2 separate regions of the Rattus norvegicus genome follow, and region 1 is linked to region 2. A link is a contact called in public Hi-C data. All regions are on one chromosome and are shown on one strand. Each heading gives the region's core, a stretch centred on a gene start, on an enhancer-like site or on the middle of the called end of the contact. The rest is flanking DNA. Distances are from core to core; before and after follow the strand shown. Region 1 overlaps Zfp536 (zinc finger protein 536). Region 2 holds the start of Tshz3 (teashirt zinc finger homeobox 3).

The links. A called contact is a pair of places that touch in the nucleus more often than the background predicts.
Region 1: a Hi-C map of prefrontal cortex shows a contact between it and region 2, with 4 times the contacts expected there. The contact joins the enhancer-like site here to the promoter of Tshz3 in region 2. A contact is called at or near these places in 2 of 12 Hi-C or Micro-C datasets (Schwann cells and prefrontal cortex).

The regions. Positions count from the first base shown.
Region 1 is chr1:99,154,675-99,158,410 of GRCr8, reverse strand. The region is part of intron 6 of Zfp536 (zinc finger protein 536); the gene reads left to right. Among named protein-coding and RNA genes, the nearest start is that of Zfp536, 440 kb to the left of the region's middle. Within about 2 kb of position 1,325, at least 31 of the 93 cell types and tissues checked have an H3K27ac peak or open chromatin away from gene starts, as enhancers often do. A contact at or near this core is called in prefrontal cortex, where this site is marked.
Region 2 is chr1:98,523,596-98,527,350 of GRCr8, reverse strand. Tshz3 (teashirt zinc finger homeobox 3) reads right to left here and starts at 1,767. Exons shown (of 2, transcript NM_001107506.1): 1 at 1,734-1,767. LOC108349564 (a long non-coding RNA gene) reads left to right here and starts at 2,428. Exons shown (of 2, transcript XR_001835726.2): 1 at 2,428-3,296.

The DNA of each region.
Region 1 (3,736 bases), core at 76-2,575, 630 kb before region 2:
TTTGAACAGACTAACAGTGTCACCAACAAAACCTTGACTATTCTTCCTGAGCAGAGCCAGCTGACTGGCTCTCTGAGCAGGCAGAGTTTGTTGGAATCTTTCTGTATCAAATGGGGACCTGCTCAGGAGACACCCCCCCTTACAAGCTCACAACCACAGGCAGAAGACAGACTGCATCTGGGCCCGTTGTCCTAAGCAGCTGCAGCTGGGGGGAGCCACGCCTGCTGGGGTCCCAGGCCAAATGTAACCGGGAAGATGCAGATAATAAAAATCTACTTGTCACAGAGACATTCCTCAACTGTTAGCAATCAACTGGGGGGTGGGGGGGAGGCGAGCACGAGGGGGTGGGAAATACCGAAGGACATCAAAGAGGGGTCTCGCTCACAACTCTGTTCTGTCTCAAGGCTCTGTAATTTGGGAAGGTTCTGTGCTAAGTAATTTGTGAGCCTCCAAACACACAGGTTATTGTTTGTGGACAGATGGCACGTTGCGTTTTATCGCTTTTCCTTCTGTGGGTCCTCATACGCAGGACTAATGTGCATTCGGAAGTCTTTGTCTCCCGGCTAAAAATCTCTAATCTAAAACAGGCAATCAAGCACAGAGGCAGAGGTTTGGAGGTATAATCAGAGTTTTAAAAGCAAAGGAGAGGAGGGGGGAGGGGGAAGCCGGGAACCAAACTGCAGTCAGCACGCAGATGTATGTGTAGAAGCGGAGAGAGGATCTGCGTATTAAAAGTGGGGGAAAAAATGAACAGGATTCTGAAATGCAGAAGGGAGAGGGCACCCTGTCTTAGCCTTGACCGGCACCTGGGCACCGTCTGGCATCACCCGAGTGTGGCCTCGGCTGACTCGCCATCCAGAATCCGGGGGTCTTTGTTTCTACGTGCAGCGTGGCCGTGGCCGTGGCGGGGCCTGGGGGAGACCCCTTGGAGAAGCTTCGGCCGCCCTCGCGGTTAAATCACGTTGCTACCCAGGAAGGAAGTGCGGCAGAGGAAGAAGTTCACTCCTCTTTTCTTCCTATGGATTTTTCTCCTCCTTTTTATTCTGAAGATAGAATTACTGTTTGTAAGCATCTGAAAGTCATTAGAAGCTCTGCAGTCTGTCAGGTGTCGACGCAAGAAACTGCTGGAATCAAACGGGTGCCTGCACCCAGGGCTGGGGATTTGTCATGTGCTGATGAGGAGTTATAATAATATATGAGCAAATCACAAGCATTCTGCAAATTAATCAAATTCTTTCCCCCCTTCTCCCTTGTCTCAGGGAGAGTGGCTTTGCAGGCAGACGTAGGTGAAGCCAGCTCCACTCACAGATGGTCGCTCTGGCATCAGATGGAATTTATGTAACAGTAATTCTGAGTCCCTGCCAAAGTAGCAGTGAGCACACCAGGGAAGATTGTAGAAGGCGAGTCATGTGGTTCTGCTGAGGTTGTTGTGGGAAGTTTAAGGGGGGAAATCTCGAATTTTCTTTTACTGTTTTTGCCTGAAGGGCCAGAAACGGAACGCCATTCTGCCATGGGCGAAATCCGTCACATCTCTCCTTGCCGACTGCACTGAAACGAGCGAGCGCTTCGCAGCTGTTGCAACTGCTGGCGGTGACAGAGCCCCAGACCCGATCCCCGCCCTCCCGGCTCCTTACAAGATTGAAAGGGGAATGGGTTCACAAGGTGGGCGCAGCCACTCGCTAAGAGGCCGGCCTCTCTCACCTACGCGCGCACCCCTCCCCTTCTGCTTCCCCTGGCATTGCGGAGACCTACCAGGGCTTTTCTTTTCAAGTGTTTTATTAAATGAAGAGTCTAACAACCCTCACTTTAATTACACACGAGCTTCGTTTATAATTCCCCTGGATTTATTCAAGTAGTTGAAAACGACGGTGCTGGTGATTAAACCGATCCTGTTAGTTTAGCAGGGTGTTGGTGTGTGATGTGTGTGTCACAGGGTGCTTGTGCGTACCTGCCTGTGGGTGCTCGTTCTGAGGCCTCCCTGTGCTAATGACACCCCTATCCTGCCTTTACAACCGCCCCCTATGGGACGGTTTGTATGGGACAAAAGGACACAGGAGCTGACCTTCTGGACCCCCTGTGTTAAGGGGCCCTTTCACACTACCTGGCGATTTTTTCTCCCCTCTGCAGAGGGAAATCATAGCAAGATGGCGTGGAGGAGGCTTCGTTATGCAATGGAAGTCCTACAGCTGTGGCTTTGGGTCCCTCCCACCCCCACCCTGCCGGCCCTAATGTAAAGCCCTGCCCATTTGTTTTGGTTTACGTGACTACAGAGAAATAAGTGGATTAGAGAGAAACTTTTGCATGCTTCGTTGCAGCTGCACGCTGACATCTGTCATTCCTCAGCCATCTTCTGGATCATGCCAGCAAGAGAGAGCAAAGTCTGACACGTTTGATTTCCAGAGAGAGCCTTTTATTAAGGGGAAGAAAAGAGAAGAAAGGAATAGCATTTCTTTTGTGACTCCATGAAAGGGAGGTGGGGGGGCTAGCTACCTCTCCTGTGGGCACTATTCATTCATTCATTCATTCATCCATCCATCCATCCATTCATTTGTTCACTGACGGGCATGCCACCACAGTAGCAGCCATCCACGAGCCGGTTGAAAGTTTATGTTTCTGTCCTTTTTTCTTCATCATTTCCTATTGTTCCAGAACTAGCTGCAGGGGATGGAGCATGCTGAGTAGACGCTGCCTTCAAAATATCCTGTCCACACATCTCCGTGGACGAAGGCCCTGGGTGTGGATGACTAGCAGACACCAATTCCTTTATGGACAGGGGTGTCCGTGATCCCCCCTCACACATTCTCTGGCCTCCGTACCTAGACTGGCACCGCATCTGGCAGGATGTGGCTGCTTTTGCCACAGTTTTTAGAGAGGTGCCATCCACAGGAACCCCACCCCACAGGAAACGTGCTAGTTTTGATGAGCGATGTGCGTGCGTAAGTCGTGGGTTCTCACAGATAACCTTGGAGAACAACTTCTGGTAGACTGCCGTTTCAGTGACTGTTTTAGATCTGTCCCCTCCCTCTGACCACTGTGTCTTTCGACAGGGAAGCAATACACAGCACGCCCTTGGCATAAGCCGTGTTACCATATCGGTGTCCCCCTCCCATACCTAAACTCTACCACAAAACAGAAATTAGTAGGAAAAACCGATGTGTTCTTCATTTTCAGAGACACAATGGGAAACGGGAAGCCAGAGAACAGGCCACGACCACCCACTTGCTTATTTCACTGGGTGTGTACAGGAATGAGGCCCGTCTGGTGCAGAAAAGGACGTACAACCCCCCCACACACACACTCATGCACACACACACACACACACACACACACATACACACCTACTCACTGCAAGGTAAGATTGAACTTCCACACAGGACTTTGTAAAGCTGAGGCTAAAACCTCCATACTGGCACAGCCTGGATGGGCACACACAGGGTGAGAGAGTGCCAGACAGGGCATTCCAGAAGTGGGTGGCAGGGGCAGGCTCTATCCGCTGCCTCCTGGAAGAGCTTGCTAGACCTTCTGACTTCTCCAGGGAAACTGGAAAACCATATTTTTGCGTGAAATCTTTTGTTTGTTTGTTTGGCTTTGTGTGTGTGTGTGTGTGTGTGTGTGTGTGTGGTGTGGCGTGTGTGTTTAATACATAGATAGCATACTAGAACTTTTCAAAAATAGTATCAAAACATTTAAAAAATGTGCCTGGGGTGCATGAGGTGGGATGGGGATAGGGTGGGCT
Region 2 (3,755 bases), core at 518-3,017:
GTCACATATGTTTCATTGGATGGAGGCACAGATACCTTAAAAAACGTGTACCCGAAAAAGAAAGAAAGTAAGGAGAAAAAAAAAAAATCCCAGACTGGAAGAAGCCCAAGACATTCCTACTAACCAACTTTGTAAAGGATGCCTCCAAAGTCTTAGAGTTTATTTCGGGTAGATCAGCTCACTGCAAAAGCTTGGAATTTAAAGGAGGAGATGGGATGAGCAGGCAGCATCAGGGAAGAGGTGAGCTCTCTGTAGGGATCTTCGAACTTTCTAAATTTGGGTAACACTGAGTGCAGAAGGAAAACATGCCTTCCTTCTATGCACCAAACCAAGTTAAATCCCCCACCCCACCCCAAGGTTTCTTCACAACACCGTCAGACCAATACCCTTGTGGGAGAAGTACCTTATGGTCCCTTCTCTGTGACTCTGGTAAAGAGGCCAGAGAGCAGCTGAGGTGGGAGCCCCGCTAGTCTGAAGGTAATTGCCACCACCAGCAACCTGCAGAGCACCACCACTAGCCTGTATACCACCAGCACGTGGAACATTACCTCGGTGACCCTTCCTTCTTCCCTCAGCCCTCCCCTCTTTTTTCAAAAGGGAAGTGAAAAGAAAGAAGATTAAAGAAAAGGATTCCTAAGTAACCCTCCCCTTCGGGCAGCATCTGAGCCTCTGCACGTCTTGAGTGTTATTCATATCAAAATACATCACGTCCATATGTGGTCCTCTCTCGGCAAGCCGCCCCAAATCCCTGAAGTTGCACTGACAGGGCCCTCCTGACGTCACGGAGCTTGGCCTCACTATTGCAAGTGATTTATTGATGTTTATTGGGAATGAATAGATCAAAGGCACAGGCATGACGGGCGATCAATCAGTCATCAAATCAAGGGTGGCAACCCGCCAGAAACCCTTCTTCCAGCCAACGTGCCCCCAACCGACATTATTGCAAAATAATGTTCTGTGTGTGGGTTTTGTTTTGTTTTCAATGATTCTCTTTTCCAGAAAAAAAAAAAAATCAGCTCAGTCCTAACAGGAGTTGACGTTCCTGGCAGAAAAAGAGAGGGAGGGGGGAGTACTCAGATATGTCCCAGAACTAAGTGCTAGAAAAGGGTAGGGAGCAGCAGCGGAAAGAGAGGGAGGGGGGTAAGAAGACATTCACGAATGAAGGAAATGTCAGCATCCAACACTGACCTGACAGTCATCTGACAATACACAGACCCAGTGCACTCTGGTTTCCACCGCTGTACCCGGTTTGGGCCCAATAAATGAAGAATCAATCGAATTAGCAGTAAGGTGGCCAGAGGGATCCGGTAGCTCACGCTCGCTCGCTCTGGTCCCGGTAGGCACCGGGTACTGCCCGGGACAACGCGAAAGGTGTCCCAGAGAACTCAGGTGACCCCGCCCGCCCCCCACCGAAAGGCACCGGTTGGAGAGCGCTTCTCCGCTGCAGCCGGATCGGCAGAGGCGGGGACCCAAGCCAGCTCAGTCGTCCCCGGGAGGGTGTGCGAGCCGGTCGAGCGGAGAACATAGCGGGGCAACCGGGGGGCGCGCTCACCCGGGCAGGAGAGCCGCGAGCCAGCCGGGCTCCCGGAGTTACTCTGCGCCCGCAGAGACAGACAGAAAAAGAGAGAGAGGCGAGGAGTGCGGCGAGCAGCGCGGGGGCCGGCGGCCCAGAGGCGCGGCGGGAGCAGAGGAAGAGGAGGAGGACCGGAGGAGGAAGGGGAAGCCGCTCGTACCTGCTGCGCGCCGGGGCGCCTGCTGCTTCCTCCTCGGCATGATGCTTCTCCCGCGACTGCCACCGCCGCCGCCGCCGCCGCCGCCGCCGCTGCCGGGCTGAGCCGAGGGAGGGAGGGGCGGCGGGGGGGGGCGAGGCGGGCCTGCTCGCAGCCTCCCCCCCGGAGAGCGGCCGCCCGCAGGATGCTGCTGCGCCCCGGCTCTCCGCGTCCCCCCCTCGCTGCGCTCCGCCGCGATCCCCGAACGTGCGGAGGGAAGGAGGGCGGGCAAGGGAGGCGCGGGGAAGGAGGAGCGCGAGGGGGAGGAGGAGGCAGAGGAGGAGGAGGAGGAGAAGGAGGAGGAGGAGGAGGACCGCGCTGCCGGCGGAATGGGAAGTTTGACAAATCGCTCCAGAGGCCTGAGGAGGAGGGGGCGGGGAGGAGCGGTCGCCCTGCCCCCCCCCCGCCCCGTCCCCAGACGAGGTGCGCGGGGTTCGGGGCTGGGGGGCGGGGAGTGAAGGAGGAGAAGGCGGGCAGAAAGATGAGAGGAGGAGCCCCGGAGCGACCCCGGCCGGTCCTGCCCCGCTTCCCGCCCCCAGGCAGGGAGGTCAAGGCATCCGGGGGTGGAGGGGGGGGGCGCAGCCGCCGCCGCCGCGGCCCGGGGCTCAGCGGTCCAGTCTTCTGCCCACGGCGCGGCTGGAGCGGCGGCGTCGGCAACAGGCAAGCTTAAAGGAAAAGGAGATGATCGTGTCACTCGCCTGCCCGCGGAGGCGCCCCCAGCCTGGGTCCTGGCCCTGGCCCGGACGCCTGCCCAGGGCCCTCCGCCCAAGTCCAGACACCCGGAGCTAGCCCTCAGTCTCTGCCCCGAGCGTTCTCGCCGGGACGCGGGGTCCGCCCTTCGGAGCCTGTCCCGGGGCGCCCACAGCCCCCGCCCATCTCTCTTCCCCACCCCGGCTCAACCCCGGGCCGCTCCCCGCTGCCCCTCCCGGCCCGCACTCCTCTCAACCCACCGCGTGCAAAGCCCCAGAGCGCTCCACAACTCGGGATGGTACCCCTTCAAAGATGCCAGGGCCCCGGGGGTGCCTTGGGGAGAAGATATGCGGGTTGCCGTGGGTGTGGGCCCTGGGGTTCCTCTCCTGGGACCCACCGTGGCTATCTCCTTCCGTCCTCCCACCCCCCCGCCACAAACTTTCCCAGGTTTGTTTCGGGGGTAAGCGTGGGAGGGGTCACCTCCAAGTTTCCTTTACTGACTTTGGGACGATCACCGTCTCAGCACCCGGCGTCTCGCCCCCTTGGGCTCCTGGCCGCGCCCCCCACCCACGGCGTCGGAGGTTTCTAAGGCGGGAACGGGGGAGGGAGAAGAAACTCCGGCTCCCCTACCCATCCCCCGCCGGGGTGCGCCCAGGACTGGGGAGGTTGCCCCAGATGCTCCTGGCTTAGGGGCAGTTGTGGACGAAAGGGATTGATTATTGATTGGGTGATTGGGGTCGCAGAGGTTCCGGGCAGACTTGGCCGATGTGCCCCGTGAAGGAGGCGGCTGGAAGGCTGTGGTGGCGACCGGGCGACGTGGGCTCACTTACTCTGGTGGTGAGGGCGCGGGTGGGCTGGAATTCAAGCGGGCGACCCTCGAGCGGTGGCGGCGGAGCGCCAGCCAGAGCTTGAGAGGCGCGGGCGGCGGCGCATCGATGCGCTGCGGGCTCGATTGCGTCTCCCTGGGCCAGCTCTTAGGCCGGGAATGGGGCGGCCGCGGCGCAGCGGGCTCCCGGCGTCCGTGGCTGGGGTGGCCTCTGGGCCCCCGGCTCCGGGAGCAGCACTGTATTTCGGCGCGCCGGCTGGGGCCCTAGCACCCACGCGAGCCCCGAGGCCCACAGTCTACCCGAGGGCCAGTGCCCTGCGCCCCAGGACTAGCCGCCTGAGCGCACTGGGAGCTGCAAACCCTGGCCTTCCTTTCTTGCTGCTGCTTTTTTCTTCTTCTTCCTCTTATTTTAAACTTATTCTTCTCTTCCCTCTTCTTCAGCCCTCTCTCTTTTTCATGCTTTCTTTGTG